Linked DNA regions of Sus scrofa: regions 1 and 2 are each linked to region 3. A link is a contact called in public HiChIP or PLAC-seq and promoter capture Hi-C data. All regions are on one chromosome and are shown on one strand. The core of a region is the stretch at or near the end of the contact, and the rest is flanking DNA. Distances in the headings are between cores, read along the strand shown. Region 1 holds the start of TOMM20 (mitochondrial import receptor subunit TOM20 homolog). Region 2 holds the start of RBM34 (RNA-binding protein 34). Region 3 holds the start of GGPS1 (geranylgeranyl pyrophosphate synthase).

Region 1 (4,109 bases), core at 1,059-3,558, 190 kb before region 3:
GCAAGTTCGATCCCTGGCTAGAGAATTTCCACATGCTACAGGTGCGACCAAAAGAAAAAAGGAAAACCCTCAAAGTTAACTAAACTCAAATGAATTTCATTCCACAAATACAAAACACCCTCAAGTTCCTAAATATCAATCATACAAAAACCTTTAAGCAGATTGCAAAATACTCGTGTTTTATTTGCTAAAGGAAATATAAAAAAAAATTATATTCATAAACAACCTTTAGCATTCATCAATTACCATGTACCAGGTACAGTACTAAACTACAATTAAAGCTTGGAGCCGGTTGCCCAAGGTTACTCAGCTACTAATTCAAGCCTGACCACTTAAATCATTAGGCTACTGTCAAACCTAGAAGAAAAACTGATGGGTTGAAGACGATAGAACATAATCCCTGAAAATAAGATTTCTCAATTTTAGAAATGATTTCTTCAATCAAAAATCAGTTTTCTCAAAATTGTCAACAGCAGGATTGCAGTGTTTCCATTCTTCAAAGAGCTCTACATCCAAGCCACCCCCACCTAATCCTTGAAGGTACAGGAAAACGATCTAAGTTCTAATAAGTACACATACAGCCAGCATTTATAGGGCCTCTCTTACGTCAGGAATGGTGGTGGGAACCTAAAACATCTTAATCTTCACAAAACCAACTGGAGACATTACCTGACTTTGCAAACTAAGAAAATTAAGACTCAGCCCAAGATCACACTGCTAATTTGTGACTAACCTGGGCCTGGAAACTCAGTGTCTGAATCCACAACAGCATTATTTCCATTAGTCTACCTAGCCATACCTCTATGCCGCTTTCTTCCTGAGACACAAAGGGAGCTAAAATCAGATACATTGTAAATGGTGTAAGATCAGTACTTTCCAGTACGGTAGTCACTAGCCACGTGACACTCTATAATTCGTGAAATGACTTACTATAGCTTAATTGCTATCACTTAAATAGGATAATCACATCTTTACACTTTCTGGGCTTCAATAACTTAATCATAATTTCAGAAAATATTTTGAATGAGCAACCTAGTTAAAAATGTATTTCTTGGGAGTTGCCATTGTGGCGCAGCAGAAACGAATCCGACTAATATTCATGAGGATGGGGTTCGATTCCTGGCCTCGCTCAGTGGGTTAAGGACCCGGAGTTGCCCTTAGCTGCGGTGTAGGTCGCAGACGCGGCTCGGATCCCACGTTGCCGAGGCGTAGGATGGCAGCCGTAGCTCCAATTCAACGCTTAGCCTGGGAGCTTCCATATGCTACCAGTACGGCGCTAAAAGGCAACAACAAAAACGAACAAAGTATTTCTTATTGCAACAAATGTGCTCTTCTATTGTTGCAAACGAGTATACCCCAGAAGTTAAAGACCATAAAGGTTTTGGTGACAAGGTTTCCATCCAGCAAACCTCTTAAAACATGTCGCAGGTATGAAATAGGACTGAGCCACGTGAGAAGCGCAGGCCTTTGGACTCCCCTGCAATTTCTGTAGCATTCACTCATATCTTGGAAGCCTTTAGAGCGAAGCTACCAAGAGGGTTTAAGAATGCAATCTTATCGTTGAGAACAATACTGTTCTGGCTATGCGGATTTCGTCTCAAGCCACGAATTCGCAAAATGCAAAAAAATACTTTCGAGGGAGAAATAAAGGTTTATAAAAATAAATGGCAAAACGAGCCCCAACCTCCACGCTATATTATACAATCGCGTTTGCACTTACACAGAGAAAGTGGGGAAAACGAAATGGGAAAAATCGTCCCTCCAAAATGGAGGGAATCGTACAGCGAGGAGCCGGGGGCAGCCCTGGGAGGACGCAGACAGCGCCATCACCTTCTGGCTCGTTTGCCCGCGGTCCTAGGCCGGGCCGCACCACGCGGCTGCCCAGCACGCGGCGACCCGACGCGCCCAGGCGGCCCGGCGAGGGTGCAGGAGGGTTGGGCCACGCCAGGGTCCAAGGGAGGCGGAGGGAGGCCGCAGGCCCCGGGGACAGGGCAGCCACTCACGTTCTCGCAGCCTGTTCTTGAAGTTGGGGTCACTTCGTCTCTTGCGGTCGAAGTAAATGCAGTACCCGATGAAAAGGGCCCCGCACACGCCGGCGGCAATGGCGCTGTTCCGGCCCACCATCTTCTCCCCACGGAGCAGCGGCGGCTGCGGCGGGAGAACTGCGAAGTACCCGTTGGCCGCAAAACCTTAGAGCAGACTCCGCTGACCGGGCCTGACGCCCGCCGCAAGGGACGCGGAAAGGCGGGGCTTATGTCACTTCCGGCCCCTGTCGCCGAGACCCTCGGGTCTGTCCAAGGCAGTGCCTGAGCCGAGGCGCCCGCGCCGCCTCTGCGCTTGCGCAGAGGTTTGAGCACAATGGCCGAAACAGCTACCACCGCTGTTCGCGTAGGTGTTGGGATTTTGCTGGAGACCATGCTTTTCCTTAACAGCCGCCTGAGCATGATGTAAGGGTGTTGGCACGTGGCCGTCGTGCGCACACTACAGAGACTTTTTATAGGCTATCACATTCTTTCTTGAATTTAACTGAATTTGCTTTTCAAGTTCAGTCACAATCCGTTGTGCGCCAAGCACCGTAAGTGATTCGATTTAACAAGAATGTTACAGTCTCAAGAGTGAAAGAAAACTAAACGGAGCAATTCCTGGAAAAAATGTTACGGGGAAAAAGAGTTTGAAGGAAAAAGAAAACGTATAGTTGTCATAGCCACTGAAAACACTGTGTATCTGTGTTTTAAGTTTCAAAAGACACCCTTGGAGTGGTAGGAATGTTTGTTACTCATAGTGGGTCCTGACCATTTATGCTGAGGAGATGGTTCGTAATGGGAGCTGGCCAGATCAGACAGATCAACTATTTGGCTAGAGGACTTTGATCCAAGTGATATCAGCCCTACCTAAGGGGAGAAGAGGGGAAGGAAGCTGGAGATTGGGTTCAACTTCATGCACGTGAGCTTCCCAGTTTGGCAATGCTCTGTGCAAGTTACGCATCAGTGTGCCATATGCCAGGAGGTGAGGTGTTCTGTCTCGATGGGGAGGGAATAGAAGCTTTGCACGTGGGATCCTCCCAGACCTTTTCCCATGTCTCATCTTCCCATTTGTCCGGTTTGATTCGTATACTTTTGCTGTCATTAAAGTGTAATGATAAGAATAGAATGTTTTTGTTGTTTTTTTGGCCGCTCCGCGGCATATACTGTTCCCAGTCCAGGAATCAGATCCCAGCTGTAGTTGTAGTTGTAGCTGTAGCTGCAGCAATATGGGACCCTTAACCCACTGTGCCAGGCGGTGGCTCCAACCTGTGTCTCAGTACTCCCAAGATGCCACTGATCCTGTTGAGCCACATTGGAAGCTCCAAGAATAGTATGTTCTTGAGTTCTGTGACTCCTTACAGTGAATTATTGAAACTGAGGGGCTGGTAGAAACCTCCAAATTAGTAGCAACTGGTCAGAAGAGTGACCTGAAGACAACACCCTCCTCCCTCCCCAAGTTAGTGTTGGCGTATGAGCATAGTCTTGTAGGGGACTGTCCCCTTAACCTAATAAGTTTGGCTCGACTCAGGTGGCTGGTATCAGAAGTTATTGCAAGGGTACTTATGGAAACATTTAGCTTCAGGTCCTAACCTAGTCCAAGAGCCTGGGAAAGCCCTTCTGCCTGAGTGGTATGGAACCTGAGATCCCATGGAAACAGAAAATTAGATCAAAGATTCATGAGCATTGCTTGGACTGGGATGAGATGTGAAGGTGCATATGCGTCGTGAGAAAATGATTGAGAAGGTTTCAAACAACAGCACAAAAAGCTTTTCCTTATGTCCTGCACACACATGTTGATTCTTCCTACCCTAAAAAGTGAAGCTCAGGAAGGTATGTCCTGAGCCTCTGCTGTGTTGGAACAGAAGACCTGCAAGGTCACACAGATGCCATGAGGCTTAGAACTCAACTCCTAGAAATTTGAGTAGACCATGAAGCTATTAGATTATTTGTCTGAATAAACAACATGCTACTTATCTCTATTCCTGTGTTGTGCAGAAGAAATGCCACGTAAATGCTGAGGTCACTGTGATGAGACACAACAGACCAGAAAACATGTTTCTACAAGGCACAGTTAGAGCAACACCT
Region 2 (4,302 bases), core at 182-2,681, 160 kb before region 3:
ACTGTTAAAAAAAAAAAAAAGTTAAGCTAAAAGGGGAAATTTAATCTTTGATTAAGTTTAAGAAAATCAAACTCATTTTTTATATACATGCTGAAATGTTCACAGATGAAACATAAGTCTTAGGTTTGCTTCCAAATAATGAAGGGGATATAAAAAGGGTAAAGAAAAAACAAGATTGGGCAAATATTAACTGCTGATGCTGGGTACATGAGGTTGTTTATCCTTTTCAACTTTTTTTTTTTTTTTTTTTTTTTTCCTTTTAGGGCCGTACCCACAGCATACAGAAGTTCACAGGCTAGGGCTCTAATCCCAGCGGTAGCCGCCGGCCTACGCCACAGCCACAGCCACGCCAGATCCGAGCCGTGCCTGCGACCTACACCACAGCTCACAGCAACGCCGGATCCTTAACTCACTGAGCAAGGCCAGGGATTGAACCCTCAACCTCATAGTTCCTAGTTAGATTCGTTAACCACTGCGCCACAACAGGAACTCCTGGGAACTCCCTCCTTTTCAACTTTTAAATATGTATGAGACTTTTTATAATAGAAAAAAATTTAAATTAGAACTATGAAGTGACCAAAAAAAATGAATATTGCAGGTGTAAGAATCTCAGTATCTTCACCATCTAATTTCTTTAGCATCAACTAAGAATTTTACCAACCTGTTTGCCAACTTTTTGTCTGCATCAGAAAGTTTCTTCTTCACTTTCACTGTTTTTGCAGGTTCTTGTAAAAGTGGTCTTTGAATTTGGGATGAACGTGCTTCCTCCTCATCCTGTTTCCTTTTTTTGGTGGTCTCCTTTCAAAAGGTTGAAGTTACGTTTCAGACCTCATCCTTTAATAATTCAGTGGTCTTTCTAAATCAGTATTTTTTTTCTCTCCCACAATAAAAGGTTACTTAATTCTCTCTTCCCCATTTTAGAAAGCATGCTCAGTAAGGTAGCTGCTTGCTTTAAAGTTGTTCTAATGGCCTTTCCGAGTGGAACCCAGTGACTTACTTTAGGCAGAGGCACGTACAGGGGTTGAAGCTGAGGCTCCAAAGAGCTGAAGAGGGAAGCCAGCCGGCCGGCGCTGCCTCCGGAGGGCCTCTTGCCTTGGGATAAACTGTTGGCGACTTGTCCAATCAGATAGCCTCCGGCCAGATTCCCACGACTGCCGCCGTCCACGTTCTCTCTAGACACGGACGCCAGAGACTCAGCGACCCTACGCCACGCCCCACTGCCTCGCGCCCCGACTCCCGAACGCACGCTCCTGCCTAGGCAGACTAGCCACGCGCCACTCACCCCTCCTGCGCGCTCTGCTTTTTCTTCCGCTTGTTCTTCCCTTCCGGCGCCATTCTTACCCGAAAGCTCCCAGACCGCTGCAACAGGCTAGGCCGCACTTCCGGGTCCCTGCCCCTGCGCACTCGGAGCCACGCCCCTTCCGCCCCGGAGTCTCTGTGCGGGCGCTGGGGCGGAGACAGCGGGTGAGGGGGCGGAGATAATGCGTGGGGGCGGAGATAGCGGGAGGACTGGGGCGTGGCTTCTGCCTAACCCTAACTCAAGGGTTAGGGTTAGGGTAGTTTGTACCTCGCTGATTGAGGGGGACCTAGTCTTAGGAGGTTAGGAAGACTTCCCAGAGTAGTTGGGGCTTGAAGTATGACAATCATTCATGTTGGGAGTGGGGTGTCAACCCAAGCCGAGGGAGAAAACATGAAAAATCTGAGTTAAGAGGAGGGAGAGAAGTTTGTCAGGAAATGAGGTTACAGCGAAGTATGTCACACACCATCAACTGGTGAATCCACGTGAAGATACATGGGACTCCTTCATACTACTCTTGCAGCCTTTCTAAAATTTGACATGATTTTGGAGTTTCGGTTGTGGCTCAGAAGATTAAGAATCAGACTAGTATCCATGAGGATGCAGGTTTGATCCCTGGCCTTGCTCAGTGAGTTAAGGATCCATCATTACTCTGAGCTGTAGTGTAGGTTGCAGATGCGGTTCAGATCCGCCTTGCTATGGCAGTAGGCCGGCAGCTGCAGCTCGGAGTTGACCCCTAGCCTGGGAACTTACGTATGCCTCAGGTTCGGCCCTGAGGGGCAAAATAAATGAATAAATAAATTTTGACATTATTTCAAATAAAGTTAAAAACAAATCTTCGGAGAGCACAGCTCTAACTGCTCTGTGCTTATTTTACCTAGAAAAGAAGATGGATGGCTTTTAAAACTATATTGTTTTTTCAGCCTATCTTCCCAGACTCTTCTCCCTCCAAGGCCCCAAAGCCTGCCTTTACCACAGTCTCGTTGTTCCTTCACCTTGCCATTCCTTCTTATTCTTGCTATTCTTTCCCCCACAATCATCCTCCTCTTTACCCCTCGTTTTCACCTGCAAAACTGTACCCATCCTTCAAGGCCCAGCTCACAGGAAAATTTCTCTTTTTAACACTAGAGCTGTAATGGTCTCTCTAGATGTAAATGGATGTCTAATTCATCCTGTATTCTGTATCCCTATTCACCGTACTTAGCGAATATGTGGTAAATTGACTTTTTTGGCTGCACCCCAGGGCACCTGGAAGTTCCTGTGCCAGGGATTGAACTCTTGCCACAGCACCTACCAGAGCCAATAGCAGTGATGCCGGATTCTTAACCTGCTGAGCCCAAGAATACTCCCAACTCTGACTTTTAAGTAAAAAAGGTAAATATTAGATTTTCATTAGATAAATCATTGAGTAGTTTTGGTGGTAAGATAGGATTTGACTTTGAATCCTTGGGAGCAGACTTGTTATTTTTGGAGAGCTGCTTAACAGAAGTCACTGGGAATATATGTGACATTTTAGGGTCCACATCAGACACCGTGATGAGGAAAAAAAAAAAAAAAAAGAAGCAGTTTATTCAATTGCTTGGCCCTGGGTTTGAGTGCCTTATTTTGGATTTCTATAACTGTGACCATGTGGTATCTCACAAACATGAGAAAAACCCAACAGTCCCTATCTGCATGTATCCTATACTGTCCAATGAAGACAGTCTTTCAGAATGTCTTATCCCATTCCTTCCGGACTCTCCCTAACTTTAATCCAAGAATCACTTCCTCTCTGGACCACTGCCACCTCATTGAATCTGGCCCTCCAGACTCTGGGCAAACTAGCCTACCCATTCCATTTCCAAATGAATCTCACTTAAGTGCTAATTTAAGGTTTGCATCTCCTCTATGTCACCATCACATCAGAATTCATGTTTCTTGTACCCTCTACACTGCCCTCTTTTTTTTTGTCTGTCTTTTCTAGGGCCACACTTACGGCATATGGAGTTTCCCAGGCTAGGGGTCGAATTGGAGCTGTAGCCACTGGCCTACACCAAAGCCACAGCAACCCAAGATCTGAGCCGCATCTGCAACCTACACCACAGCTCAAAACAACGCCGGATCCTTAACCCACTGAGCAAGGCCAGGGATCGAACCTGAAACCTCACCGATTTGTCAACCACCGAGCCACGACAGGAACTCCCTACACTGCCCTCTTTAAACTCTTATGCACGTGTTTTCTTCAACAAATTTACTGATTAATTTTATCATGTCTTATATATATTACTTCCACAACCAAACCATGAAACTATTTCTCTGGAAGAATACACCTCGTACAAACGAACCCCAACATATGGTGTTAGACAAAAACCCCTAATGAGAGTTCCCTGGTGGTCTAGTGGTTAAGATTTGGTGCTTTTCCTCTGGGAACTGAGATCCCACATCAAGCTGCTGCACTCTGCAGCTAAAAAAAAAAAAAAAAAAAAAAATCCCTAAACATCTAAATGAAAGATGGAGAAATGGACCTACAAAGAATGAAAGACAACACACACCTCTCGAGAAAAATAATAAGTGTGAAAGAGGCCGTGCTTGGAGTTAGCTAAAAAATAATCCCCACCGCTATTAGGAACTTATTTTTTTTTTTTTTAACAATTTAGAGATCACTAACCCTTCCAAAGCATTTCTTAATTAATTAATTAGTTTTTTGCTTTTTAGGACTGCACCTGAGGCATATGGAGGTTCCCAGGCTAAGGGTCAAATTGGAGCTGTAGCTGCAGGCCTATGCCACAGCTCACATGCTGGATCCTTAACCCACTGATCGAGGCCAGGGATCAAACCTGCATCCTCATGGACGCTAGTCAGACTTGTTAACCACTGAGCAATGACGGGAACTCCAAGTTTCTTAAATTTATAAGGGCTCTTTTCATAGAAAAATACTTTTTGTAAAAAAATATTAGGGGTTTCATGAAATCTCTTCCACCTTCTCCAATCTCCCCAAGTTTGTTTTTCTTCTTTTTTCAAAGCCA
Region 3 (4,249 bases), core at 1,195-3,694:
CACTAGTTGAACCTAGACATTTCGGCTATCTAAGGCTTTTCATCCTAGAATGTGGTAAAAAACACGACAGCATTCAATTACACATTCTCTAAATTGAAAAAACAACCTGTACTTTTATTACTGTAATTTCTCCCACCATTCAAGCAAATCGTACTTTTTAGACAATATCCACCATTTAATTAACATGTTTATATTGAAGAGGAACCTGGCCATCGGTTCTTTCACAATGCATCATACAGCATCTGATCACTTACAGACCAAATGCATCAGTAAAGGAAAATAAACCAGATAATCCTAAATCTCTGGAAACAGAAGAAACAAAAGCTCTCTCCGAGTTGTGTAAAGGTCACCAAAATTCTCATTAAAAACCTTTCGATTAAGATTATATTTGATTTCCCCAATCAAAAACGTCTCCTAAAAATTCATGGTACTGTTCACACAATAAATTAGACGTTCTTTCATCAGTGTAACCGATAGAACAGTTCAGTTTCTAGAGTCAGATTACTTGACCTGCTTTTAAAAAACACTTAAATGCATGCAGTTATTCCTACGATTCCCTGCCAAAGAGACGTTCTATATGCGAAAAATCATCCTCGGTGAGACAGCCTATATAACTAGCTCCAACTCCACAGCAAAGCCCACAGATATCCCCACCAGCTGACTCCCACCGTCTCCGGGGACAGCTTGGGGCCCCCAGCCGCCACACACACACACCTTCCTCGGCAGGACTCTGAGGCCCCACATACGACCTCGACCAAGCCCCCCACTTCCTGAATTCTCTAACCCCTGAGGTTCGTTTTCCGGAGGCAACCTTACCTTCATGATGACTCTGGGGCCGCGATCCCCTCGAAAACACCAGATTCACCTACACCTGGAGAAGAAACAAAAGACACCCAGTCAGCACCATGGGCACCCCCCTGCACTGGCGGAGGCGGAGGGAACCGAGCGAAGCCCGCACCCCGAAAAAGAGCCGAAAGAGGCGTCAGTCCCCGAACCGCGAATAGCCGAACCGGGGTTCCCGCTGGCTTTGCCATCCCGGCAAACCCGGCCACCTTTACAGTTCGACAGCTTCCCGTCCCCATTGTCGGGACCCGACGGAGTTTCCCGTCTCCGACAATGACGCCATTTCTGTCAGAGAAGAAACTCACAACAAGCCCGGGGTCCGGCGCGGGGCCGGCCGTCCTCCTCCCCTCCGGCCTCCGCGCCGGGCCCGGCCGGCCCCCCTCCGAAGGGCCGCACACCCCTCGTCCGAGCCGGAGCCAGCCGAGCCTCAAGGGGCTCGGCGGGGGCCGCGGAGGGCCCGGCGGGCCGCGGGCGGGACCGATCCTGTACAGCCTCAGCCCCCGTCCCGCTCCGAGGCGGACACCCCGACAAGTGGGAGCGGGATCCACGTCCGCCTGCCGCGGGCACGGCGAGAGCGCCGAGGGACCAAGAGGCGGCAGCCCCCCCCCCCACCCGGCCCGGGCCCCCCACCGCGGCTGGGAGACGTGAAAGCGCTGAGTGTGCGGCCGCCAGGCTGGGGAGCGACTCGACTCGGCAACTGCAGGGACGGGTGGGAGCTCTCAGGAGGCCGAGGCCCCGAATTCGGGCGCCTGGGGAGCCCACCACAGCGATCTTGTCTTCTCCTCGATTGGGCCCAGTGACTCCCCAAAAGACCCCCTTAATAGGACCGCCAAAGCCTCAGAAAACGTCCCTACCTTCCTCGGAGGCGAGCTCTGACCCTGGCACGTCCAGAGTCCCCTTCCCTGCTCCCCCCCAAAACCAGCAGGCCCGGGGGAGAGATGGGGGAAGAAGGGCGGCGGGTCCAGCGGTTGCTGAGGCTGAAGCTCCGGCTCCTCCTCCTCCCGCGGCGGCGACTGGTACCTTTGTTTGGCGGCCGCTCGGGCTCCCTCGCTGGGGGGAGGGGGGACGACGAAAAATCCCTCCCGGACTGGAGGTCCGGGCCCCCAGTTGCGCTGCCCTCCAGAGGACGGCGGCGACAGACCCTCTGCGGCTCCCTCCGGGCAAAGGTCCAGGCGGTGGCCGTGGCGGCGGCAAGCTTAAGCTCAAGAGTCTCCCTCCGCTCCGGCGCCCGAGCTCCTCACTCCGGACTCGACTGACGGGCAAACATCGCTTCCCCCCCCCACCCCAAGTCCCCCCCTTCCCTCCTTTCTCCCCTCCCCTAGACTTTCTTTCCCCTCCCCTACCTCTTTCCCGGATGGCCTCTTAGACGACCTCGGATTGGTTAGACTTCTTTAGAACCCCCCTATGCCCTGTTCCTATTGGTCCCTGGGATACAAACAACGACGCCATTTTCCCACCAGTTCTATGGAAACAGAAAGTTACGCCTCAAAGCTCCCCGGGAAATGTAGTTCAGCCTCTGGGCCAACGCGCTAGGCCTTGCCGGTGAGAACTGCAAGATCCGCAAAGCCCCGCGGCTACGTGAGACGGGAGGGGGGAGGGAAAGGGGGCGGAGCGACAAAGCAAAGGGGAGGTGGCAACGACGCCTGCGCAGTGTGACCGGGATGGCGCATTTTCTTGCACCGAGTAATGCGGCGTCGCTGGTGGCTGAGGAGGGCGGAGAGTTCTTTGGTGAAATAGAGGGAGGGATTCATGGAAGCCTCAGGAGGAGCCTTGTCCTGAACTATAAGGTGGGAAGTTGATACAGGATACTGCTACTCCTGGGCCCGCGGCGTGAAAGTTGTGATATCATCCTCGAACCGTGAGTGGCTGTGCCGGCGGCTGGGGGGGAACCCGGATGGGGAGGAGGGTTGGGGAGGAGGGTTGGGGAGTCTGGGAGGCGGAGCCGAGAGGAAAGAAAGAAAAGAGGGTGAGGACCCGGATGCTGAACCGGCTTGTGTATGAATTTTCCATCCTCTCGCTGGAGGAGGGGAGGAGCGGTAGCGGACCGAGCGGGGCGGAAGGGGGCCTCAGAGCCGAGAGAAAGCAGAGCCGACATTTGAAGCCCTTCTTCCAAGTCTCTGTTGAAAATCTGCCCCGGAGTTAATTAAATTCCCTCCCTGTATCTCTCCGGTAGTTTTTTTCAGACCCACCCACATCTCCCGGAGTTTGAGTGGAAGGGCTCACTCTGCGCTTCACAGCTACGTTTGTATTTGCGTGTTCCTTTAGCTCTTTAGAAACCAGACTCTTCCCTTTTAAAAAATTGCATGATATTTCCACTTGTGCATGCAAATGTGTGCCCTGACTTCATCCTCTAACGCGTTAGAAGGCACTTTCCGTTGTCCTTCACATATTTGAGCGCCTACCGTGTGGAAGAAACTTGTACGGCCCCTGCTTCGTAAACCAGAGCCCAGTGAGACAGGCAGATATTAAATTGAACACACACGAGTGTAAAATTGCGTCAGGTGCTGTAAGTGGTGCATAGAAGAGTTTCATGGTGATAGGAGAATTGGAAATTGGGAAATTGCCTTAGGGAGTTGAAAGCATTCCCGAGCATGTGAGGATCCAGCCGAGAGCGGAAGGGTTAGTAAGAGTTAATTAAGGAACATTCCAGATCGAAAGAATATCGTGTTGGAAAGGCTTGTGCCACAAGGGAGCTTTTTAAAGTATGAGAAACTGAGGCTGGGGTGTGGGCAGGGGATTGACTCTCCGAACTTGATAAGCTTTCATGGAGACTTTATTGAGCAGTCTGCTAACTGGAAGAGTTCTCAATCAGAAGGGAGATAGGACCGCATTTGAATTTTGAAAAGATCTCTGGCTGAAGAGTAGGAGCGAGTACAGGAAGCCCAAACACTAAGTTACTGCTCTAGTAGTCCAAAGGGAGGAGAGACTGTGGCTTGTATTAATATTCAACAACCATTGTTTGAACAAATTTAGGGCAGTTTCCCACTTTTGAAAATGAGTAGGTTCAGACTCTCACCGAGGCATTCTGTGGGTTGCTTTTCACTCCACAAGCAAATTAGTAGCACCCTAATGCCTCTTTCCATTCAGGTCTAGTGTGTGATGGCTGAAATTTCTAGGTGCGATAAATTGGAGCCTTTGGGGTTACAAAGGAAGAAAGAAGGAGTTCCCGTCATGGCGCAGTAGTTAATGAATCCGACTAGGAACCATGAGGTTGCAGGTTTGATCTCTGGCCTCGCTCAGTGGGTTAAGGATCCCGGTGAGCTGTGGTGTAGGTCTCAGATCCCGCGTTGCTTTGCCTGTGGTCGGCGGCGACAGCTCCGATTAAACCTCCATAGGCTTCGGGAAGCGGCCCTAGAAAAGGCAAAAAGACAAAAAAAAAAAAAAAAAAAAAGAGGAAGAAAAAGGC

The links. Promoter capture Hi-C pulls out the DNA fragments that hold promoters and counts their contacts. HiChIP or PLAC-seq counts read pairs in DNA pulled down with a chosen protein or histone mark.
Region 1: a contact with region 3 is called in a promoter capture Hi-C map of fetal liver, with 5 times the contacts expected there. The contact joins the promoter of TOMM20 here to the promoter of GGPS1 in region 3. A contact is called at or near these places in 3 of 5 promoter capture datasets (fetal liver and liver), 7 of 47 Hi-C or Micro-C datasets (adipose tissue, blood, embryonic fibroblasts and 2 more) and 2 of 2 datasets of contacts at active chromatin or transcription factors (alveolar macrophages and skeletal muscle).
Region 2: a contact with region 3 is called in an H3K27ac HiChIP or PLAC-seq map of alveolar macrophages. The contact joins the promoter of RBM34 here to the promoter of GGPS1 in region 3. A contact is called at or near these places in 1 of 5 promoter capture datasets (liver), 3 of 47 Hi-C or Micro-C datasets (epiblast stem cells, heart right ventricle and psoas muscle) and 1 of 2 datasets of contacts at active chromatin or transcription factors (alveolar macrophages).

Annotation. Positions count from the first base shown.
Region 1 is chr14:56,111,286-56,115,394 of Sscrofa11.1, reverse strand. It overlaps TOMM20 (mitochondrial import receptor subunit TOM20 homolog), which reads right to left and starts at 2,308. Exons shown (of 5, transcript XM_001926935.6): 1 at 2,004-2,308. The coding sequence starts at 2,124.
Region 2 is chr14:56,084,814-56,089,115 of Sscrofa11.1, reverse strand. RBM34 (RNA-binding protein 34) reads right to left here and starts at 1,431. Exons shown (of 10, transcript XM_021074093.1): 1 at 1,283-1,431; 2 at 998-1,172; 3 at 662-798. The coding sequence starts at 1,335.
Region 3 is chr14:55,922,232-55,926,480 of Sscrofa11.1, reverse strand. GGPS1 (geranylgeranyl pyrophosphate synthase) reads left to right here and starts at 2,444. Exons shown (of 4, transcript XM_003483472.4): 1 at 2,444-2,701. It overlaps ARID4B (AT-rich interactive domain-containing protein 4B), which reads right to left and starts at 2,148. Exons shown (of 25, transcript XR_002338970.1): 1 at 1,698-2,148; 2 at 817-871.